Linked DNA regions of Zea mays: region 1 is linked to region 2. Evidence: chromatin contacts called from public Hi-C data. All regions are on one chromosome and are shown on one strand. The core of a region is the stretch at or near the end of the contact, and the rest is flanking DNA. Distances in the headings are between cores, read along the strand shown. Region 1 holds the start of LOC100502357 (basic leucine-zipper 52). Region 2 holds the start of LOC100277855.

Region 1 (4,133 bases), core at 443-2,942, 180 kb after region 2:
GCTAGGGCTGGAAAAAAGCTCGAGGTTCGCGAGCTAGCTCGAGCTAAGAGCGGCTCGCGAGCCGAGCCTATTTTTTGAGCTCGTTAGAGCAGCGAGCCGAGCTGGCTCGTTTAGGCTCACGAGCTATGCCAAATTAATCAATTTGCAAAATAACAATAGACATTGTATAATTCTATAGATAATAGACTCATTTCTTAGCTTTTTATGATGAATATATGACAATTCATAAGTTAAACTACTCATGATATTGAATTATGATTTTATATTCCACATTTATATATTTTTAATTTATTTTATAATGCAATAATATTACCAAGGTGCGGTGCGGCTCGCGAGCCAACTTCGAGCCGAGCCTGATTCTTGAGCTCGGCTCGGCTCGTCTCGTTTCCACTTTCCAGCCCTAATAGATGTGGAGAGGTTGCTTCAAACCTGCGACCTGGTGATTTAGTGAGACAGCTCTCACCACTGCACCCACCAGGCCTTCCCTTCGATTAAGACACTAACTAACGAAACAAAAAAATGACATCTCAATAACTTCTAGGGTCAGTTGGAAACATGCCACTCAAAATTTTGAAAAAAAAAAATAGAAACTAGTTCATTTCCATGCCACTCCATGGAGTCAAAATGAATTAGACGTCTAATTTTGTAAAAGTTAGGTGTCATGCATACAATAAATCCTAACTTTTATGGGTGCTTGCTTTCACTTGGAAAGAAACCTAGTACGCGACAAGGACGAACTAGCTATCCAATTCAGTTGGTCACCTTGCTGCAACCCTATCCAATAAGCTGCCTTTCATTATCCAGATGATTACAGATGACGTCTCAAGTAGTTGGCAAGACTTACAGGTGGCGATGCTTCTTTTTTCATTTTGATGCACGTAATATCAAAAGTTATTAAGCATTATGCGTCTTTTTCATCGATATAGATCACAAAAAGTAGGAATAATCTCACCTGCAACCCTACCAACCAAGCAACTACCAGTGCAGTGGTACCTAGTAGTGCCAGAATGCGAGGACGGTGGCAATGGAAGTATGGTAAAGGGCTAAAGGCGTCACCTTTTGGCGCGCTTGGGGTCGATGGCAGCGAGCTCGGCAAGCTGCTCGGAAGACATGGCCTTCTTGGCCTCCATCACCTCTCCAAACATGCCTCCGCCGCCGTCCTGCTGCCCGGCCAGGCCACCGGCGGCAGCCCCCATCCCGAAGCCGTCAAAGGAGGCGCTGTGGCGGTGCTTGGCTGGGCGCGGCGGCGAGGAGGTCTCGGCGGCACGGTCGCGGTCGGCGCCGGCGATCTTGTCCATGTCCATGAAGGTGGAGAAGAGGTCGTCCTCGGAGCCGATCTCGTCGAAGCCGCCGCCCACGCCGCCGGCCAGGTCGTCCGAGAAGCGAAAGGCCACCTCAGATCTGGCGCGGCGGTGGTGACTCGCGCGCGGCGGGGGCAACCCGGCGGCCGACGGCGCAGGCGGCCCGCCCGGGACCGGCGGCAGCGGGCAGGGCAGGTTGAGGTTGGGGCTCCGCGCAGGCGAGCGCTGCGGCGGGTCGCCGGGCTTCGGCGGCATCGCCATTGCGACGGGCAGGTCCGCTCCTCTCTGCCTCTCTCGCTCTCTCTGGTCGGCTACTCGGCTGGGTTGCTTGGCTAGCTGCTCTGCTAGCTACTAGCTAGGCAGTGGCGTGTTGGGTTCTGAAAGAGAGTGCGGGATCTGGGATTGGGAACGAAGGAGGTGGGGCCCCCGTAGTCATGTGTACCTCACACGGACACAGGACCATGTCGTCGCCCACGGGAGCGGCTGGCTTCTTTCCTTTCGGGCTTCACTGGGCTGGACACATCTTTTGGAGTAGAGTTTTTTTTTAGAATAATAAATGGGCTGGATGAACCTGACCTGTGGTGGGGGTGCAATGTTGCTCACAGGCCAGCCTTGGAGCAGTAAAAAAAGGAGCAGCTAATCATAAGTTGTTTTTTTTTGACGGTTTTGAAACAGCTGAGTTATATTTTGTTCGAAAGAAAAATGTGTTAAAATATTACATGGAAGAAGATCAGAAACAATCAGGTGAACCTAGCCTTTTTTCCTAAACAAAAAACAAGCATGTCTTGGATCGGAGTTCTATTAGAAAAAAGTAGTGCATTTTTGTTACCACTTCAGATTGTACATACCAAAGGGGAGTACAATTTTGGAGGGTCTAAAATTTTTGTTTCCTCCTTTTGGGTTGCGCAAGACTGATACTTTCAGCACCAGTAAAAAGAACTTGCTCTAGACTGATACTTTCAGGTTCTCACTCTGTATGAGTTATTGAAGCCAATGTTTAAGCGTCAGATTACAACACCAACCAACACAAGCCTCATACGTACACGTAAGTTACTCCCAGCCTCCAGGAGAAGCAGCTCCATGAAAAAAAATCACGTCAAGTAGCGGCGGCAGCGACGGCGTCGTCGTCGTCGTCGGCAGCCTTGTCCTGCTGGTTCTCGCCAGCCTCGTCGACGGCCATGGCGTTCGGTTCCCGCTCTGCCGATGCTGATGGGACGAGGCCCTCGTTGGACGTCCGCTCCTCACTCTCCACCAGAGCCGGAGGAGGGACCGTGGCCGTGCTGGAGCTGCCACCACCTTGCTCCCCCACCAGGCTCGTCAGGCCATTCTGCTTCATGTAGTTGTCAAGCGGCCGGCCCGCCACTTCCAAGAGACCCATCATGCTCACCGGCCGGGGCTGCTGCTGCGCAGCCTGGACGGCAGGGGCAGCAGGGTGGAGGTTGAGGTCGACGTCGATGTGCCCCTGCTTGTTCACGTCGGACACCTTGTCCAACATGGTCGCCGTCACATCACTGTTGTCTCGGGTGCTGTCAAGCGTCTGCGGGGATCTCGACAGGCTGCTCCCCTCAGGCTCGTCTCTGTTCACCCATGCGATCTTCTTGCCGGCCTCCGCCTCCTCGCGCTCCGACTGCCGCTGCTTCTTCCTCATCATCAGCGTCTTGAACCGGCGCCTGACCGTCATGCACACGTTGCAGGTGCACGCGGGGCTGTGCTTCGGGCCCTTGCCGCTGGGCGGCTGGATGCACACGATGCATGTGCAGCCAGGGCGATGTCGGGGGTGCTTTGTGGTTGTCGCCACTGAGGCGCTGCCTTGGTTCCCGACTTCGCCAAATACTGCGGCGGTGGCGAAAGCATCAAGGCTGGATGCATCCATTTCAGCGACGTTCAGCTTCAGACCATAACTGCCCTTTCGCCTCCTCATTTCTGCAATATACATGCATTGTATGAGCTCCTCCCCTCTACAAAGTCCTGACGAAGTTGACTTATCAAAATACATCATGCCTCACTTCCTCTCAAACCAATGGACTGTTAGATCGGTATGGCAAAGAGTTATGAATCATTGCACAGAGTTCCCATTTCAAACAAAGGTCAGGTAAGCTATCCCAGTGCCCTTCCTTATATGGCACATCGGCATCTTGAAATTTTGTTGTAATATAAAGAAGATTGCCCTAGTGGAAAAAGACCTCCCCTGAGGCATTGCAGAAAATTACTCAAACTGAAGGTTTGAGAAAAGATACCGAAAGCTGGCTACCCCAGACAGCAAGGGGCCTTTTTTTCATGCAATCCAGGGTTGAACCCTGACCGGCAGCCTCCCACTGGAGGTCCTACCACTGTGTTTGAAAATTTTGTTATCAAGGTCAGTAAACATATGTAAATCGTACCTTCATACTGCTGCAGAACACTTTGCAACTCTCTTGGGGTCAACTCTTCAGGCGCAGAGCAGGAGCAGCTGCAACAGTTGAATTTAAAGTACAATGAGAATAAGTAGGAGTAACAAAAGTAAGGCTAGAGCAGTCCAGCAACGGAGTAAGGGACAGTGTCACAGACCGAATGGCCTCCGGCAAGAGATAGTGTGAAATACGTACATGCCTAGATAGGGTCTCAAAAAAAACAAGGGACAGTATCACAGACAATTGGCCTGATGCCAAAAAGTTTTTCCAATACGAATTGTTGAGAGGGATACGAGAGAAAAGAGCATATTTCAAAGTACATGGATTAATCTAGCAAATCAAGGATCAAGTGTGACTGAAATTCTGGATTGACCAAGACTGTAACATGGAATGAAACAGATGAAGTCCATATAAAATTCATTGTTCCACACCAATAAGATCA
Region 2 (4,008 bases), core at 1,109-3,608:
GAGAGACTACCAAAGAATAGCAGATGCAATAAACATAGTAGAAGACAAAGAGAACAATGGAAACGAACAAAATACTCCTAAAGAAATGAAATTCGACTACAACATTGAACTTTAGACAATGAAGATGTAGAACATAAATATTTTCAAGAAATTTATGATCCAACTAAGAGCTACAACAATTTTAACTTATAAAGAATTTATACAATAGGTGAGGACTTCACCCTCGTTGTCCAACTAGTACCACATGTTGCTCACTTGACCATGGTAGCACTAACTTGAGGGTGGTAGGAAGGTCCCTAGAGTCACAATCCATGACTCCACTAGTACAACTAAACCATAGGATGAAGTTACAGATATCATGTTATGATCCAACCAACAAGAATCACATAACTAGGATGTCGCACCTTACTGTTAATTAAAAGAGCTTGAAATACTAAAAGTGAAGCAATTAATAATTGCAAGGTGTATTAGATATAATGTTGAAAAGATCAAGTGCCCAAGATGGCGGTGAACTAGGCTTATTTAAAATTTCTTTTAACGATTAAGTTCTATCAGATAGCCTACTTCACCCCTTATTCGTTGGAGTGTTTTCTATACTATCACAAAAAGTTTTTCACCCTAGCTTATAACCTTGAATAGAGGTGCGCATAACCATCCTGAGCAGAGACACACATGGCATGAGAGTTGTATTGCCTAGGGTTTTCCAACCTTAGAGATGTCCTTGCCCAAGCCATTCCAGCACTAGACATCTTTGCCAAGAAGTCTTGTTGTATATCTTCGCATGTTGGAGCACCCAGACTTGGTCAAGCAGGATGCTTGGTCCCCGACCTAGTGTTCCCCTGAATCTAATCCCCTAACATAGAGGACTCTGAAGGTTAGGAGAGTCCCCGAGGCTGAGAAGGTCCAGGGTTCTAGTTCCTCGGCGTGGAGGGCGTTGAAGGCTAGGAGAGCCTAGGGACAAGAGGGCCTTAGGTTTTGGTCCTTAGTCTTAAAGGCCCTGGACTTAGCTAGAGCTAAACATGGCCCCTCGGGCGTGCGAGGCCTAGGGTACAAGGCTAGCATCAGCTAAGACTATTTCGACCTTTCTGTTGCTAGCGAGATCTACGGATGACATATTGCCAATATACAAATGCATGGCTTTCCACAAATATTGCCAATTTTCAATATCTTTTAGAACTACTAAGAGAGTACAATTACTACCACCATCTCAAAGGATACAGTTCTAAGTTTATATTGAGTCATCTATACAACTATACGTCTTTAAGTTTGACTAAGGGAGTGTTTGAATGCACTAGAGCTAATAGTTAGAGCAACTCCAATAGTTATGTAAATTTTAGCTCTCTAAATCACAGATTTAAGAAGTTGCTAAATGGCTTTTGGAGTAAAAGAATATGAGTTCTCCAATAGTTCTCTAAATATAAGTTGTAATTTTGTTTTGTATCTATCCACATAAAAAATAAGTCACAAAAACTATATAATGCAGTCAACATTTTTGTTTAGGGAGTTGTTAAATGGTTGCCAAATGTAGAGAGAAAATGAGGTTAGATGACAAGTTGTTAAAATTAGAAAGTTCATTTAGACATCTGTTGGAGAATAGTTTTCATATTAACTACCTAAATTATTGATTTAGGAAGTCTTTTAGAGAACTACTGAAGTTACTCTTAGTGGCTAAAATTAGTTGAGACATCCAAACATCCTAACTAATAATTCAGCTATTAGCTATTTTTGGTAAATTAGTTAATAGTTAGGTAGTTATTTTTTAGCTAGCTAATTTCACTAATCATTTTTAGGCAACTAACTATTAGTTCGAGTGCCCCCTAATATGATAAAAAATAGTATTAACACGTATGACCTTTTTAGGAGTACTATGCTACTATATTTAATAATAATTTAATAATGCTTATTCGGTGTTATATTATTATAAATATTAATATTTTTAATAGACCTAGTCAACCATGAACCGTTTAACTACTTGAGGAGGCATGATTTGTTTTTTTACTGACACAGTAGTATAATACTCCAATGCAAAGTCCAATTTCAAAGGTCGCATTTGTTGTCTGTAGCAAAAGGCCAAAAGGCAAGGAAAAGCCTGCAAGTGCAGAGACGCATGAGAGGTGACGGAGCACGAGCAACGCGCCAACGGCTCCCAAACGGCAAACGGCTATGCGATTTTGCTGTACTAGTACTAGAGGCCGGGTCAACAATGTCAATCTCCCAGCTCCCACCCATGGCGATAAAAAATAAAAAATAGAAATCCATCCAAAACCCAGCTCTGAACCGAACCGAACCGAACCCCGCCGTGCTCGCTTCCACTGCCTTCGATTCCTTTGGCTCTCTCTGTCGTTGGTCGTCCTCGCCCACCCCAACCAAAACCCCACGGACGGAACCCAAGAAAGAAGAGAGGGGCACGAGTCCCCATGAACGACGCCGGCGAGGCCGAGGCGCAAGAACTCGCCCCACCCGGCGCCTCCGCCGCCGCCGGCCTGCAAGGCAGGGCGGAGGTCGACACCTCGACGCCCTTCAAGTCGGTGCGCGAGGCCGTCGACCGCTTCGGCGGCAGCGCCGCCTGGAGCTCCGACCTCATCAAGCGTATGTTCGCGCTGCCCCCGAGCCCAAAGGTAGCCAATCTGTGCCCTCGCCCGGCGCCGCCGCCCCAAATGTTGTGTCTTGGATACCTACCTCTGGTAGAATCTTGCGTGTGGTGTGTTGTGTCGTGCTTTTGGTTGGTTCGCCGCTCGATTGTGTCGTCTGTGGTTCCTAGATTTGTGGGGAACACGGCGGATAGGTAAATTTCGCGTTGATATGTGCTTTCTCCTACTACCTTCTGCTGCAGAAGCAGGAGGGGGGCGACGAACTGGCCGATCTGGAGGAGCAGACCGCGCAGCTAGAGAAGGAGCTCGGCGTCAAGGAAAGGGAGACGCTTGATGTGCTCAAAGAGTTGGAGTCCACCAAGAAGGTGGTCGCAGATTTGAAGCTAAAGATACAGAACGAAGGTGCCGGTGCATTTTGCATCCCTGAAGAGAGTGTTCGGGGTCAAGCCGAGCTGCCCACTGCCGCTGAAGAGGTTGCAGAAGTGCAGCCTGAGAATGCTGAAACTGATGTGGTTATGGGCGCGCTTCATGTGCAGCTGCACCAGTCTCCTGGTACTTCAGTGCTGAAGGGCCTTGAGCAGGCAAAAGCCAATCTAAACAGGACCACGAGTGATCTTGCAGCTATAAGGGCCTCCGTCGAGTCGCTGCGGAACGACATTGCGAAAGAGAGAATCTTGGTGGAGAGAAGCCGAGAGAAGGTATGTGCCAACACGACACTGATTGCTTCTCTGGAGGATGAGCTGAACCGGACTGCACAGAAGCTGCAGACGCTGCGGGATCTGCAGAGGAGGCGTGACGATCAATCGGACATCTTCATAGAGATCAAGAAGATGACATCTGAGCTAGAGCAGCTCAGGAATGCAGCGAGTGCTGCCAAATCGGAAGCTGCTATGCTGTCTGCCGAAATTGAGCAGATGAGAGCTAGCATCGGCACTGCTGAGGTGAGGTGCCGTGCAGCCAGGAAGATAGAAGAGGCGGCAAGGGCAGCAGAAGCTCTTGCCCTTGCTGAAATCAAGATCCTACTACGCAATGAAGCTTCAGTTGAGGATCTTCAGGGCATGGAAGATGTGAGCCTTTCATTGGAAGAGTACTCTGAGCTTGCTGCCAAAGCTCAGGAGGCTGATGAACGCTCAAGAAAGAAAATCGATGCTGCAATGGTGCAGGTAGATGAAGCTAACAGGACAGAATCTGACTCCCTCAGAAAGCTGGAGGAAGCTCGATTACAGGTTGAGGAATGTAAGAAGGCGCTACAGGATGCCCAGAAGAGGGTGGATGCTGCTAACCGAGGGAAGAGCGCAGTAGAAGAGGCTCTTCGCAGATGTCGATCCACGACTGGACACAGGAGGAGGTCGGTCCATGACCCTCCCAGGTTCAAACATCCAGCTCCCCGTTCCAGAGATTCTCAGAATATGGATAT

Evidence for each region. Hi-C and Micro-C count contacts between places; a contact is called where the count stands out from the background.
Region 1: a contact with region 2 is called in a Hi-C map of leaf, with 6 times the contacts expected there. The contact joins the promoter of LOC100502357 here to the promoter of LOC100277855 in region 2. A contact is called at or near these places in 3 of 25 Hi-C or Micro-C datasets (bundle sheath and leaf).

The regions. Positions count from the first base shown.
Region 1 is chr2:223,779,852-223,783,984 of Zm-B73-REFERENCE-NAM-5.0, forward strand. LOC100502357 (basic leucine-zipper 52) reads right to left here and starts at 1,693. Exons shown (of 4, transcript NM_001196835.1): 1 at 1,057-1,693. The coding sequence starts at 1,562. It overlaps LOC100216901, which reads right to left. Exons shown (of 12, transcript NM_001359517.1): 11 at 3,683-3,750; 12 at 2,107-3,224. The coding sequence ends at 2,398.
Region 2 is chr2:223,601,516-223,605,523 of Zm-B73-REFERENCE-NAM-5.0, forward strand. LOC100277855 reads left to right here and starts at 2,359. Exons shown (of 2, transcript NM_001151315.1): 1 at 2,359-2,618; 2 at 2,834-4,008. The coding sequence starts at 2,418.